Linked DNA regions of Mus musculus: regions 2 and 3 are each linked to region 1. Evidence: chromatin contacts called from public HiChIP or PLAC-seq and promoter capture Hi-C data. All regions are on one chromosome and are shown on one strand. Each heading gives the region's core, a stretch centred on a gene start, on an enhancer-like site or on the middle of the called end of the contact. The rest is flanking DNA. Distances are from core to core; before and after follow the strand shown.

Evidence for each region. Promoter capture Hi-C pulls out the DNA fragments that hold promoters and counts their contacts. HiChIP or PLAC-seq counts read pairs in DNA pulled down with a chosen protein or histone mark.
Region 2: a promoter capture Hi-C map of hippocampal neurons shows a contact between it and region 1, with 3 times the contacts expected there. The contact joins the promoter of Gin1 here to the enhancer-like site in region 1. A contact is called at or near these places in 4 of 39 promoter capture datasets (the 3T3-L1 cell line, cranial neural crest, hippocampal neurons and 1 more), 2 of 115 datasets of contacts at active chromatin or transcription factors (astrocytes and stem cell-derived neural progenitor cells) and 1 of 9 other capture datasets (adipose tissue).
Region 3: an H3K4me3 HiChIP or PLAC-seq map of embryonic basal ganglia shows a contact between it and region 1, with 3 times the contacts expected there. The contact joins two enhancer-like sites. A contact is called at or near these places in 2 of 484 Hi-C or Micro-C datasets (bone marrow-derived macrophages and nephron progenitors), 1 of 115 datasets of contacts at active chromatin or transcription factors (embryonic basal ganglia) and 2 of 9 other capture datasets (adipose tissue and liver).

The regions. Positions count from the first base shown.
Region 1 is chr1:98,188,819-98,193,941 of GRCm38.p6, forward strand. It overlaps Gm29461 (predicted gene 29461), which reads left to right. Exons shown (of 4, transcript NR_151613.1): 4 at 1-1,880. Among named protein-coding and RNA genes, the nearest start is that of Gm29461, 18 kb to the left of the region's middle. Within about 2 kb of position 2,148, at least 82 of the 459 cell types and tissues checked have an H3K27ac peak or open chromatin away from gene starts, as enhancers often do. A contact at or near this core is called in embryonic basal ganglia, hippocampal neurons and stem cell-derived neural progenitor cells, where this site is marked.
Region 2 is chr1:97,768,129-97,773,251 of GRCm38.p6, forward strand. It overlaps Gin1 (gypsy retrotransposon integrase 1), which reads left to right and starts at 2,044. Exons shown (of 8, transcript NM_026250.3): 1 at 2,044-2,127. Ppip5k2 (diphosphoinositol pentakisphosphate kinase 2) reads right to left here and starts at 1,964. Exons shown (of 28, transcript NM_173760.5): 1 at 1,727-1,964.
Region 3 is chr1:97,846,173-97,851,295 of GRCm38.p6, forward strand. All of the region lies in intron 16 of Pam (peptidylglycine alpha-amidating monooxygenase), which reads right to left. Among named protein-coding and RNA genes, the nearest start is that of Gm31771, 62 kb to the right of the region's middle. Within about 2 kb of position 2,544, at least 15 of the 459 cell types and tissues checked have an H3K27ac peak or open chromatin away from gene starts, as enhancers often do. A contact at or near this core is called in embryonic basal ganglia, where this site is marked.

The sequences.
Region 1 (5,123 bases), core at 898-3,397:
AGTAAGCATATAGGAAACAAAAAAGAGATAAATTAGAAGCGATATTTTGTGTGAGGGAATGGTGTAGAAGAGTTGAAAGGGACAAGAAATTAGAAATCTCTCTGATCTTACCAGAGGAAAGTCTTGCAGAGCATATTCAGTTTGATTGGCTAGTGAACTACAAGTTGGCACATTCAGGTTCAATGGTATCTGCTATGGTAAGGAGTGTGGGGATATAGTGTTTTGGGAGACAATGATATACTAAAAAAGTATGAGTAATGGATATTTTTAGAAAACCAGATTCATCCCTATGAACCCCGGTGATGGTTGGTCTTAATGTTAATTTGTCAGGAATTACAATCATGTGAGTAGGGAGTTTCACCTGAAGGATTGCCCTGATTTTCTCAGTGGGTGAGAAAAAACCTACTCCAGTGTGAATGGTTCCTTCTGGGAGCCGCCTAGATAAACAGAGAGCCTGGCACTGGGAACATTGTTCTCCTTTGTCCATACCTTCAGACACCAAGTGGGTTTCCCATTGCAGCCATGGCTGATGTCTCCAGGGATCGCAGAACCAGCATTTCCAGGCTTCATCACTGACCAAGGACTAGCCATTCTCCGGGAACGTTTAAGGTTTGCAGCTCCAGGTTAGGATTGCTGTGGCACCAGCCTCTGGGACTGAGTGCTGGGTTGTGGGCTTCTGGTGTGAGACCATGAGTGTGGGATTCACTCCAATTGCAGGTGTACCAGCCTTCAGTACTGAGTCACTGTGGGCTTCTCTGCTTCTAAGCTGATTTAAGGCATTCTTTTTACTATTCAGCTATAGGTTCTGCTGCTCTGGAGAACACTGACCTACTCAAACACTAATGACTTTAACATGTTAACATTTTTATTTGTTTATAAGAGGAACATGTGTGTGTTCACTACACCCCAAGGTTTTGAAAAAAAACTTGTCATACTGTGTATAGCCGTGTGATGAGATATTTTTGAGAAGGGAGGACTAGAGAAAGGTTTCACTTTGTTGCATAGGCTGGCCTTGAACTTGGGGTTATCCTTCTGCTACAACTTTTCAAGTACTAGGCTTAAAGGCAGAATCCACAAAACTCAGCATAAAGAAGATCCAGAGAAGATAGTCTATTCTGATGAAATGTAAGGGTGCCTTAAAGATGATGATTCATGACTTTAGAATAGCCATAAATCTTTGAGGAATGAGCAAACCAAAATTAGGAACATATGTCCCCTCTGCTCTTGGAATGGCACTTCCACGAGAGTCACCAGGAGTTAAATGGAATGATGACAAGCCACATATGGCACCAGATCTGTGCTAGATTAATAACAGTATGAGAACACAGTTAAACAGTGATAATCCCCTTGTTATCCAGTGTCTTTTCCCTTTCCAACAACCTCACAGTACATCGTTAAACACGCAAAAGACACTTGTTAATGGGGACAGCTGACACGCGAGGAGAAGCCATGTGGCCTATCTTTTGAAACAAGCTGAAGAGGCTGATTCTTCATTCACAGGACTGCAGAGGAGTCATTTGGAGATCAAAAAATGAGGCTAACCCTGACTAGCTTGAGGCGCTCCATCTGGCTCTGCCCCATGCTGTTGCCATAGCCACCCATCTCCTAGCAACAATGAATAGCATTTTCATGTCTCTACAGTGACAAAGCATGAGAGTGAAAAACATAAGTATGGCCACAATACACTAATAATCTTAGAGGTTATCTCATAAATTAAGTTCAATCTGAGGATCTGCATGAATATTTGATTTGGTGATTGTATTTTTCCTATGGTAGTCTTTTGTCTTGGTTTAAAATAAAGCAGCCTGACAGCCTGCTATTAAATATAAGATGACAAATACCATTACAAAGGGCACAATAAAGCTAAACTTTATTTTAAATCACACAGAAAAACAATCATCTTTTTAAATAACTGCCCATCAACATCTAGAACTCCGGGGACAAATGCCAGGGTGGGAAAACTCAGCCTTGGACTTAGAAGGAATATTCTGTCTTGACACATCCAGGCTCAGACAAGCCACCAGGAGCCTTTGCATCGAGCAAGGAGTCTCAGCTGAGGTAACTAATCAAAAACAGTAAAGAAGCTGAATAAAGAGAGAAGGAAAGGCCGTCTGCATCATGCTTGTCCTTGTGACAAAGTGAAAACCCGCATGACTCATCTAAGAGGATGCGGAGCTGTTTATTTCTAAAGGTTTGTGCCATACTTGAAGCATGCTTTATTTGAATATTCTGCCAGGAGAATTCCATTGGGATGGCGCCCATTGTTTCTTTTTTAATGAATAGTAACTCTCAACCAGAGAATGCTTTTACCAACCCTCTGGTCCCCACCTGAGAATGCAGAATTTTAGACAGCCACAGAGATGGAGATAGTGAAGTTTGAGGAAATTCTCATTTAAAAACATTTTTTTTTTCACCGTTTTTGTCAGCTACAGCTCATGACCCATCTCTTGTTTAGAAATAAGAATCTGTCACAGTTTGAATATTGCTTTCGTGATTTTTTTTTTTTTTCTATGAGAGCCTGGGCATTTGGTAAATGTCAGTGAAAGATGCAGGCAGTGAGAAGCCGCTTTAGGAATCCTACTGAGAGATTTCTCTGGAGGGGAAACAGCATCTAAACAATGAGGTCTGCAGAGTGGAATAAACAATCCAACACTTCTGCAGGCCATTATCATGTGTTTACACATTGCATGCGGAGTTGAGTTTAGCTGTGCTAACAGCTTTGTGAGAAGAAAATCCCCCCAAAATTAAATAATCAAAAGAGATAGGTGAATGCTGATTTTATGAAATAAACAGTGATTGAGGAGAGAAGAAAAACCAGCAGGACTCAGCAGGAAGCAAATTAATTCTTGCTGGAGATTTACTCTTCTCAAGAACTTAAATTGCCCATTTCCTAATCAGTACAGTTCTTGTATGTTGTTTCTTTTTCAGTCTTCCTAAATTTATTTCATGTTAGTGCTCTTTAATTTTTCACTCTATTGTTTTCTAAATTATAGTGTGAAACTCCAGTTCCTTGAGAGCCTCTGTGAAGTTCTGATCTCAGTTATTTACCATGCCTCTAATTTGATAACAGTAAAATTATTTTCCAATGATTACATTTATCTGTTTCATTTGCCCCTGCTTCAGAGAATGATGTAAGAGGAATACCTAATGTGCTTTCTTTTTTTCCCTGTGTCATTGGAATGATCCGTGACCCAGGCAATCCCATGTATTCATAATACTACTGTGTAAAAACTGAAGCAAAACTGTCTTAGTGTCCTTCCATGGGGAATGGCTGCTCAGTTACTGGCTCTTTCCATGTGCTCATGCTGTCGCAAGCAGGAAAAAGCACAAAATGTTGTTCTCCCAGCTAATTCTGCACACAGAGAAAGATGTCAACACACATTAAAACTGCAACCACATTTGAGAAGGCTCGCAGAACTCTGCAAATGCCATCGTTGTTTGCAGAGCTCGAGCTGCAGAGATGTCGTATGCTTTTCAATCTGCTTTTTACTCTTCTGCCGTCTTAAAATAAACCGTGTAATTCTGGCTCTTGGCTTTTGGATGTGAGTTATGCCATCAATCTGTTGTGATTCATTCACTACGTTATTTTAGGTCTGAATAGTTTGTCCTTTCTATAATAATCACTGTAGTGTTGCTTTTGCCTAGAGGAAGCTATGGTGTCTTTGGGACAAGCAGACAAGCAGAAAAGTGAGTGCAACAATGTGGTGTAAGCACTGGACATAAAAGCTTCCCTCCCACAGGTCTGTTGGCAGGTGGGAAAGTCTGAGTGGCACCTATATATTAACTCTGATACCAAATGATGAGTCCAGCCCTCCAAGTATGAGGAACTCCAAGTACTGAGTTCAGCACTCAGCTGAGTAGTGCCCTGTACTCTAGAAGAGATGTGTGAAATTCATCTTTGAGCCGATTAGCACATTCTACCAGTCTCCCTCTGCAAAGTCTATCTGCATTAAGGATCTTGAAGAAAGGGGAGAGTGTGACACATCTTTCAAGCATTAATCACCACTTCTTGTAACTATCAGAAGACAAAAGGGCTCTGCTGAATATCGAGAGAGCTGAATTAGTGCCAACTGTACAAATTACCAAAGGCGATGGAGAGAAGCCTTTGGCTTTTAATGGAAATTGAATCTTTTACAGCTAGCATGTTTTGAAGATGTCTTAATAATGGAAAAGATCAGAGGCATTCTTACAGGATGAGATGACGGTGACACAAAAGCCCTGAGACAGAATGAACATGACAGGACATTAGTCTTTGCAATGTCAGATCTTGCTGCTCCCAAGATCACCTGGCATTGAATTTGAAAAAGGTCAAATAGAGTAAAACAGTTTCAAAATAAGAATGGAGCCAGATCCTTTCAGGGTTGGATACAGGGCTGGTGAGATAACCATATCTGGCGTCTATAGTACATTATGAAATCCTATTCAGATTAGGATGTAATAGGGGAAGGACAGAATGTGTCTCAACATCTAACACGTATCTTTAATAAATATAGTATGGGAACTCCCATTTTTCTTTGTTTAATACATAATTAATTTATTTGTTTCTCTTCTCTATAATTGTCTAAAGTAGAGGTTTCAAGTAGGCACAAGTCTTGTATCTAAGTGGGATTAAGACATTGGGCCACTCTGTCTTGTTCTACCATCAGAAAGGACACCAAAGCTTTATTATTATTATTAATTATTATTATTATTATAAAGGTAACAGAGAATAGGCAGCTACTTCTTAGTGTAAGTAGCCCTACAATAACTTAATACTATACAAAGTAGGACATGCAGCTAGCTATCTAGAAAATGTGTTTTTGAATATTTGGACAGGGCAACAAATTATTAATTAGTCAATTCTAGAAATTAGAACCCTAGTCTTTTAAAGAGAGGCAAGAGACTCTCTTAAAAAGACTGTAAGATTCATTTTTTTTCATAATAGCTAGGAAATGGAAGCAGCCTAAATGTTCTCCAACTGATGAATGGATACTAAAAATGTGGCATGCATTTACTATTTAGCTATAAAAAAATGAAATCACAAAATAGGAAGGTAAATGGATGGAACTGGAAATGATCATATTGAATGAGGTAACCCAGACCTTGAAAGACAAATATCACATCTCATCTCTCATTTGGAGCTC
Region 2 (5,123 bases), core at 794-3,293, 420 kb before region 1:
ATATTGGTTTCTTCCTGCTAGGAAAGGCAAGCTAGAATAGGTTTTTCGATTATATAAACCAAGACAGTTCCAAGTTCCATACAACTTTGGCAAATGACTGATTCCTCTCCCTCTTCAAAAGGTATACCTCTTTCTGCTGAGTCAGCATTTCTGCCTGGAATTTACCTTTCTGCTGAGTTAGCTTTTTGGTTTGGATTTTATTGCCATTTTAGAGGTAGTTCCTATTCCTGAAATAAACTGGAAGACTTCAAAGAATGCTTCCCAGACTCTTCTCATGCATCTACCAAACCCCAAACACATTTCTTAACCTTTTTGTCTCCTTGTGCTCCATACGTACCTTTCCCAATGATCTGTTTCACACCTGACAATGATGTGAGTGCTCAGGGTTTTGTTTCTAATTATCAAACATTTCAAATTATCAGAAAAACTAAATGAACTACTCTTATGCCTAGTATTAGATTCAATAGTCTATCAATTGTTAAATTTAATACCTTTATAATTACCTAAAAACTGAGATAGCAAGCATTGTACAATTATGAGCCTTCTAGTCATCAGTTTTTCCACTTGCCTTTTCAAAAAATAGCCTATGCTGCAGAAAATACATTCGACAGTCTGAAATATGTAATTCTACAGCACATACAGAATTTGCAGAAAGATCACGACTGTCATTTGTCACACACATATACACAAGCACACTATGGATGCATAACCTCTGATAGTTAGTGAAGAAACTGGAATAACAAGAGCAATGGCAGGACAATAGAATACAGATGCTGGATTCAGATCTAGTTTCTAGTAAACACTCAAAGGTTTTCCTGTGGCAAAATGTAACCAGGGTAAGTTCCACTACCTCACTAACTTTCCATTTTCCGGCTTAAAAATATAATAACCTAACAACCTTCACGAGCCTCTTGAAAGGATGAATGACAATATATGTGCAAACCATGTGGTACTGTTACACACTAATATCAGCTATCGTTATATTATTGCTCAAAAACCACGGGTTTCAGTTAGAAAAAAAAAACTGTAATAGTGAAACAAAATCCTGCCCCGGTATAGGCTAATGCTTAAGTCAGCCATGCTTCCTACTTCTGTGTCTTCCAGGACGCAAAAAGCAAAACGACCATTACCACAAACCTCAAGAATGGTAACTCTCAGGAAGTTGTCCAGAACCTCCAGGATGAGATCCAAAGGTCACTATCTACATGGGAGGACGCAACGCTGTGTAATCGATAAGGCGCGGGTGCGGCATTGACCTGCAACCTCGTCTCTTACCTTGCAACGCCGCTGTGCACACACACACAGTGCTTTTGTTCTTTGGAAGTGGGTGTGGAAAGCAAAGACAAGCAGAGCAAAGGATAGGGAATGAAACAGACACCTCTCCCCACAGAAGAAGCCAAACAACGGCGCACCCCTCGGTGAACGGAGATCCAAATACAAGTCGAACGTGGGTAGCTCCCTAACTAGCGGGACTGCAATTTCGGGCTTTTCAAACTCTAGAAATGAAAAGAGGAAGCGACTCGGGAAGCGGAGGAGAAATCAAGCCTGAAAGGGACCCTGGGGATGTTCTGTCACTCGTCCACAAGCACGCTGCCCTCCGCGACTGTCCGTGGCTCTTGCAAGACCACGTGTCCCGCATCCGCACCGTGGAGCAGAGACAAAGCAAACACCTGGAGGCGGCGGCGAGCCTCGGGCTGCCGGAGATGTCGCCTCTCCCGGTCCTCACCTGCCGTGGCTGCGGGCAGCAAGCGATCTGCGGGAGATGCTTGAGCCCATCCAGGTTTCGGTTCCTCCCCCTTTAATTGCGGGGGCGAGGGAAGGACGCTTGTGCCGAGGCGGCTCTCGGAGGCGTGGACCTGAAGCTTCCCTCGCCGGCCACCGCGGAACCGCTGGCACTGGCACACCTCAGGAGCCTCCGACACGCCTCTTCCCTGCCCGCCCTCCACAGGGCTCCCACGGAAACTGCACCGGCCGGAACAGTTTCCGGCGGACCAACGACCCGCCTGAGCCTTCCTGTTCCACAAGCGCCACCAGAACTCCGACCCCCGGCAGTTCCGCTTCCGGTAGCACCAGATAAATCGCGAGAGGAGAGTTAAAAACCTGCCGTTTGCACTTAGGACCACTTCGGTGAGTGGTCGTTCTAGTGTGTTCTGTCATACCTATTTTTCTTTATTTTTTTCTTCATTTTTTTTAAAAACGGAGACGTAGCCTTCCAGTAACTTTAAAACGGTCCCCTTCGACTGCTCTAAGGACGGGTTTGACTAGCGGAGGTTTCGCGCAGGCGCCGTTTGGGGCGGGAGGGCCTTGAACTTGCACAGCGCCGCGGATGGTGGCTGCAAAGAGGCGAGGACTGTTGGGCTCAGGGAGGTGGCGACTCGGTATAATTGAGCTGTCAACGGTCCTTTTCCTGCTTAGGCAAGGATTAGCGGGACCTAGCCCTCAGGGGTCCGTTAACGAGGTGTCAAAAAGCTTGCGGAGCTCTCCCTTGCCGGCGGCGGCGAATGCTGGACTGCCTTCAAAACTCGAGTGCAGCGGCGCTTGTCCGAAGCTGGAGGAGTTTCGTCCTGCATAGTAGTCACCATTCAGTGTGAAAACGTACACCTGTGTAAAGGAACGAGCTCAAGGGGGGTGGGGTGGGGACCTTAAAGCTCTAAAGGGAAAATACACTTTTTAAAAAAATCTCAATTTTCAAAATGGACCTGAATTTGTCCTGTGCGGCTTTATCTGTATGCATATGGAAATAAAGGGAAAAGAGGCAGGGTATGGTCTGAAGTATTGCCGCCTCAGGCTTATCCCTGCCTCCTCCCAGTTAATATATAATTGTACGGGTTCAGTTTTCAGAGATTAAAGCAGAATAATTCAAAAGTCGGAACCCTAATCCCACAATCCTGTGTTTATTAAAACATTACAACTTTTGTGTTTTGAAGTTAGAATACAAACTTACTGTGTAACCTTTCATTGGCTTTAATAGTAGCTTCATGCTAAAAATAAAAAGAATAGTTAATTGTTTTCATTGGTTACGCAAGACAAAATTATAGATGTTAAGCAATAAGTATTGGTAAAAATATTTGTTGTTCTTAACGTTGTACGAGGAACATGCTGTAAAGACCTAATCAAATATCCTGATGAAATTGCAACACTTTGGTGCTCAGCTTTTAACGGAATGCATATGCCCAGCTGCCTCACCCGAGCTGACCGGCCTCCCTATCATGGGACACAGGGCTGTCCAACTGTGACTCAGAATAAACCATTCTCCTTGGTGCCTTTCCTGCTCATTTTATAGTAACAGTGACACGGTAGCTAATGTGGGCAGCTCTCACAATTGAGAGGCTTCTGTACAGCAAAGGAAACATTTGAGTGAAAAGATACCCTGCATAGTAGGGAAAAACCATTCCCACTAGTAGAAGACTGCTGCCTGGAATGTGCAGAGAAATCAAAATACTAAGGAAAAAATACAGAATCCAGTTTTATAAGTGGGTAAAGGACTGAGTGAAAAATTCTCAAAAGAGAAATACATGTCATCGAAACTATGTTTTAAAACTGTTAAACATCTTTATCCACTAGGTAAATGCAGATTAAGACAAATTTGAAATTTCATCTTAGGCCATTAAGGTCACCATCCTTAAGAGGTCAAATAACAAAATGACAAAAGCATGCAGAGGTGGGAGGAAGGGAGCTCTTATTCAGTTCTGGTGGGGTATGAACGGGTGCGGCACTACATGGGAGTAAGCTCGGGGCCTCTCACAAACTAAAACTAGAACTTCCACGTGACCCAACTCTCCGGCTTCTGGGCATATCCCAGGGTATGTGAATATTTTCACAGAGACATTTACATACCTTTGCTTACTGCTCTTGTATTCACATTAGCAAGGAAATGAGATCACTCCAGATGTCCATCACAGAATGTCTGTAGAATACATGTGCTATGGACTGGTACTCAGCCTTAGAGGGAAATGACATTAATAAACATTTCAAAAGCAAACCAAAAGGAATGACACTGGAAAATACTGTCCTAAGTAAGTTAGCTCAGGCTGAAAAAGATACCTATGTTCTCCCGTGTTCTGACGTATTCTTCTTAGATCTAATCTTAAGACATAAATGTGTTAATTTAGGGGTGGTTATGTGTAGGGGCCAGGAATGGAGAAGAGAGTCCATGATGGGGCGGGGGGACCAGTTCTGAGGGAGGTAACGGAGACCAATTGAACACATATGATATGAACATGCAATAGAGAATACAGAGAGGGCGAAAATGTGAAAGGAAAAGGGAGAGAGGAGTGAGTGAACGGTGGGGCCAACAGGAAATAAGTATGAATTCCATACAGAATCCTACTGCTTTTTACGCTATTGTAATATCATAATAACATAATAACGATATAATATTTTAGATTGTAATAAAGAACTTATCCAATAGGGAGTTCTTCAGTGACAGGGTCTTAAGTGGGACGACCAGAGGATGAGAAGACAAAGAAGAAAGTAAAACCAGGATCAGGGATCTTGCCAAAGCTGATGGCTTATGTCAAGCAAGTTTATTAAGAAGTACAGCATTGTAAAAAGAAGTTTGAGGGAGAAGTGGGACCATGTCAGTGGAAGGCACTGTCACATAGTGAGACAAAGACAGCAGAAATGTTGCTAATCAAGTCATGGTGTGCAAAGGGAACACTGAGTATCTCTAGAGCACCAGGACTGAGTGTGCAGTGACCTTGGCACTCCTATCTATAGCAACATTCAGTGGCAAAGGTTAGGTTCTCCAGACCTAAAGCTACAGCTACCCCCAAGGCCCTGGTCCCAAGCAGACTCCAGGTTTTAGAGAAGGGACTGTTCCTTGCCACAGGGCCTCAGGGAAAAGCTCCCAAGTCATGTCCCTAGGCTATTACTGGCTCTGCCAGGCAACACTAGATGGTAATTTATCTAACCCAGATACACTCGGTTCCTAGAAACCACCATTCTATTTTCTGTTGATATGAATTTGACAACTTTTGCCTTTTAAAGAAATTACTTAGCATAATATCCTCAAGTTATATCCATGTTCTTTTTTTTTTTTTTTTTTGGTTTTTCGAGACAGGGTTTCTCTGTATAGCTCTGGCTGTCCTGGAACTCACTTTGTAGACCAGGCTGGCCTCGAA
Region 3 (5,123 bases), core at 1,294-3,793, 340 kb before region 1:
TTTCATTCAACTAAGTAGTCAAGAGAAAACTTGGGATAACACCAAATATCTGTCATGATATATTGACAACTTGGGAAGGTGACAGACTGCTCAAATCCATCACTCATTCATTTATTAGTTGGCTTATTTATTTATTTATTTATTTATTCTTTGTGAAACCAGTAGAGAGGTCCCAGTAGGAGCATAGAAAGTTTTAAATCATACCCTCTTGCCATTAAAAATTTCCATCACATAATTATCTGAACTTCTTGACTAGCAAGGTCTTTAGGGTACATTTTTCCTGAAAGATAGCCATATGCCCCTGCAGTTGTTCTTATTAATGATGTATTCAATTGAACACAAAATATTGATTTAACTTTGTCAGCCTAAAACTTAAGTAAAACTGTTGGCATAAGCTATCATGTGTAGTTAAAACCACCCAGCACTATCCAGAAAAGAAACATATTTACAAAACATTTGCAGCAGCAGTTATAATGACTCTTTCATATAATGAAATATATTTTATTTTATTATTCTTTATTGTTTTAGAAATTAGTGTATAGTCATCATACAAGATGATGGATATTTCAATATAACATTTTCATACATGTCTATCATGTATTTTGATTTTGTTTATATTCACCTTCATGTGATAGTTGCCTTGTCCCAAATACATACAATTCTAGTTTCACGTTATATAATACTTTAAACTGCTATTTTGCATGAGAGAGAACACATGATATTTGGCTTTCTGATTTTTAGTTGCTTTGCTCAATACTCATTTCTTACAAGTGACATAATTTTGTCCTTCAAGGGTGAGTAAAATTCCATTGTCCACACATGCTACATTCTCCTGGTCCACTCATTTGCTCATGTGCATAAACTGACGATTTATGCCCTTTGTAAGGGAGATTTGAGACGACCTTACATTCTCACAGTTGTAAGATATGGTACAGAGCTTCTGAGTATACGATATCCCCCTTCCTCAGTAATGGCATTTTGTAAAGCTACACAGAACATCCTGGCATTGGCAGGCCTACTGCTCATGTTTTGATTTCCCTGTCCCTTTTATATTCCTTAAAAATGTTATTGATACTTCAGGTTTTGCTGCTTGGGTGTGGAACATATGGGTACATTCCTTTTCTGACTGCTTAGCAGTAGGTAATATGAAAGATTCCTCAGCCTTCACAATTCTTACCAAAGTGCTGTCCGTTTTGCATGGAGTGAGTATTCTGACTCATCATTAATAGCTCGTAACTGCGGCGCTCGAATGGCCCATTGTGTCTCTTCACAAAGCAGCAGCATACCAGACCTCAGCACACCTAATTCTCTATCTCCCCTCTGCAGAGTAATAAGCTACACCGAGCACAGTGTATTTACCTGCAGCTGCTTTCTCTATAACGGGTTGTAGTAAATCTGTAACTTAACTGCATCTTTTCTGTTTGTTCACCACCAATCTCTGATCATGTAATATTTTTGAATACAAGTAACAAAACCAAAACTCCCTCAACTTAACTGATAAAGAGAAATAAGGATTTTTCCTCATTGTGAAGGCCATCCTTACTTTCCATCCCTAAATTTAAAAAAATATAATTATTATTTTCTGCTTTTCCCAGACCCAAGATATTGGGCTTGACTTCTGAGAATAAAAGCTGTGTCAATGAACAGAAATAAATAATTCAGACTCAGAGTCCTATGCCAGTCAGGTCAAAAGAGAATGGCGTAGCCGATGAACAGCTTGGTGAAGAACAGCCCTTTGTGAAATGCACTGTCCTGAACTGCACATAATGTAGACAATCATCTGCCAAGAAACTTGTGTTCCTGAACAGACATAACTTGTGTGGTGGCATCTACTTGTATAGTTGGGAAACATCACATAAATTCAGGGATCACTCTGGTGATCTGGTATGGTAGGAAACTATAAAATGGCAAACTGAAAGAGAATACTAACAAAAGCTAACAATACAAAGTAAATTAATCTGATCTGCATAACCATAATATGGAATGATTCAAGCCCTCAGCTTTCTCAGCTTATCAATATGTATTTCTCAATACCTTAAGATAGTATAGCAGTTGAATACTGGGTTTTTTTTGTCTGATTTTCTAGGTCCACATATATTTATGTCATTTCTGTGTAAAAATGACATCTTATATACTGAATTACTACTTTTCACAGAATTACATTTATTTTACAGATTATTGCTACAGTTGTGCTGTAGCCAAGAAGTCTCAGTGAGTATGTATGTTCTTGAATTAATTAATGAGGGAATCTCTTTATGTGCCCACCCACAAACAAAGAAAAAGGGAGTCCAAAGGAAAGAAAACAAAATTCAAATATTAGAGAAGCTACTTATATTAATATCACTTAATTATAGCTATTTACCTTTAGTTATGGGAGTGAAAAATAAGGGAAGTAAAAAGTTCTTAGGAGACAATGTAGCGTCAAAGGCATTAACCACAATTCCGTGGGCCTGACCCTTCCATTTAACATCCCTTAGCAGATGTCGGTACGTTTAACCTGGCAGCACCAAGAGACATTCGGTTACTCAAATGATTGGTTGTCTTTCCTAATCCTTCCGCTTGGGATGTCATGAGACTAACAGCTGCTCTCGGGTGTTACACAGGGCAAATAATAAAGGCACAGGCTCTGTTTCTGAAATGAGAAAACTGCACAACCCCCCCACCACCACCACACACACATAGCCAAACAAAATAGTTTATAAACTCTTTTGTAACTTAAAAAAAGGTAACCCTTGAACAGCTCACAAATGGATGTCAGATTATAGAGCTAGCTATATCGTTGCTATAGCAAACTGATTATTTAGTGTTTTAAAGCCGCTACCCCCCACTTCTGTGCTGCACAGAAGTCTTTATTTCAACCACATTTAACTTTTCACGGGGCATAATAATGCCCTGCACATTTCACACAGTGCCCGGAGCACTGACGGATTCTGTATGCTTCTCTGAAAAAGCACGCAGTTGCAAAGACTGAGCCTATGGGCGGGAATTCAGTTCTTTATTTTAACAGTGTGAATTCCCCATTAATGATTTTGCACATTAGCAGCTAATCAAACAGTTTAGATAAGCCCGAGAAGAAATACTTTTCCATATTCACACACAGACAAAGTGCCAGAAGAAGTACAAAATAAACTTAGGCGCCATCAATCAAAATTAAGGGAATGCAAAATAAGTAATAACATGAAGAAAGAAGCAGCACGCTGTGGTAATTATATAAATTAAGAAACTGGGAGAAGAACCATAAGTTTTCAATTGAACAAATAAATAAAAATGTGCCTTTACTGCTAGGGGAGCAGCTTATAAGGCCCTTTACAGTGGGAGTGTGTTTCAAATAGTATGTTAAAAACACTCTGGATGCACTCTTGGTTTGGAAAACCCCCATGATAAGGAAAAAAGGAAGACAAAGAAACCAGTGTAACCATTTGGTATTCTGACTGGCCTAGACCTGGGGCCCCCAATAAGCAGTTAAGAGAATATGGAACCAGATATTAAGAGCCCAGGGCTGTAGATCTTGTTCAGTCAATATTACTACTGGGCACAAATGATGTAACCAAATGCATATTGTTATTAGGCAACATTAGGCAATTATTAAAACTCCCACTTTGTTTTGGGCAAGGCACTGATACGCCAGCAGGTCAAATCTCTTGATAGGTATCTCAAAGCTACGAAGCAGGCACCAAGTCAAAGTCACTGTCACCGGTCTCTGTAAACATGGTTGCCTTTCTTTGAGTCTGACTTCATTAGGCTGGACAGTTTCCATGATTCCAAATACTACACAGGTGTAAAGAAGGGAGAATAGTGACCCGATGATGCAGAAGGAGTGACATGAATGTGGAAGAAGAGGGCTTTTGGGATCTGCGTGACTGTAATATGGCAGAAAGGAGGAGAATATGGAAACATTCCTTTCCTAGAACTTACCTTTCTCTCAGATGCAGGGAAATATTCAGGATGTTTGAACTGTGTTGTTTGGGTCTCAGCTAAAATATTATATGCCCCGTTACATGTACAGACACACATACACACACATACACACAGGCACACACACACACACACACACTCATACACACGTGCACGTACAGATACATACACATGCACACACATACACATACAAATATATACAGACACATGCATGAAAACACATGCAGACATGTCAAACACATTGATGACATACGCATACAACTTTAAACCCTTAAAAATCATGGCAGAGATGTTTAGTCAAGGGTTTTCTGTTGAGATATCCCGGATGCTTCTCAACCACAGTTGAGTTGAAGGAAGGTTCAGAAACAAACCTTTGGGTGTGGTAATGCCTTCTGAGGAACAAGCTGAGGAGCAGCCTTCCTGAGATAAGAGTTACCTTGCTCCTGCTGGGAGGGAGGTTTTTCAAGTCTAAAGGATGCTAGCTGCCTCAATGTTAGGGCAGATGGGAGGCTCTTTAAAGTCTCATTATTCCCTTCTGGTAACAGGCACTTCTTATTTCTGCTCTAAGAAACATTTTAAAAGTAGCCATGTTGAGGCTGGAGGAAAGTGGAAATCAAAGCAAGAAAGGAAGGTCATTTTTCTGGGTGTTGAGTGGTTTAGGGTTTTTATTAATTTCTTTTGGGTTGGCCTAGTGTTTTAGAACAGCTTAAGTCGAAGGGTTAGGGTTGAGGTGGGGTTGTCAGGGTACAGCTAGCCAGGACAACCATTGCAATACTGTTGCAATAGCTCAAAGGAGCTTGGCAATAGCTCAAAGGAGCTTGGCTGCTGAGTGTTAGAGGTTGAGAGCTGCAGGTTCTGTTGGATACATAGAAAGGATCCCTTCCTAGGAACCAAGAGATAAAACGACTTAAGTTTGATTTAGATCGAGCCTTTGCCTGTGCTGCTTAGCATTTTGTTGTGCTGAGAAACTGGATAGGAAAGATTTCAAGGAAAATGAACATAAGATTTGGCATGTGGCTTCTCGGCTGAGATCTAGTAAAGGCTTGTTCCAGTCTGTGAACAGTACAGCAACAAGAAGGCAAGCTCAAACTACCTTTAACTATAGCATCTTGTCAGCAAGCACACATTCTGGAAGAAGGCCTTACCTTTGTGCAATGAAGAAAAACTATGTTTTCGTTCTAATTTATACCAATTCATATGTACAGAGA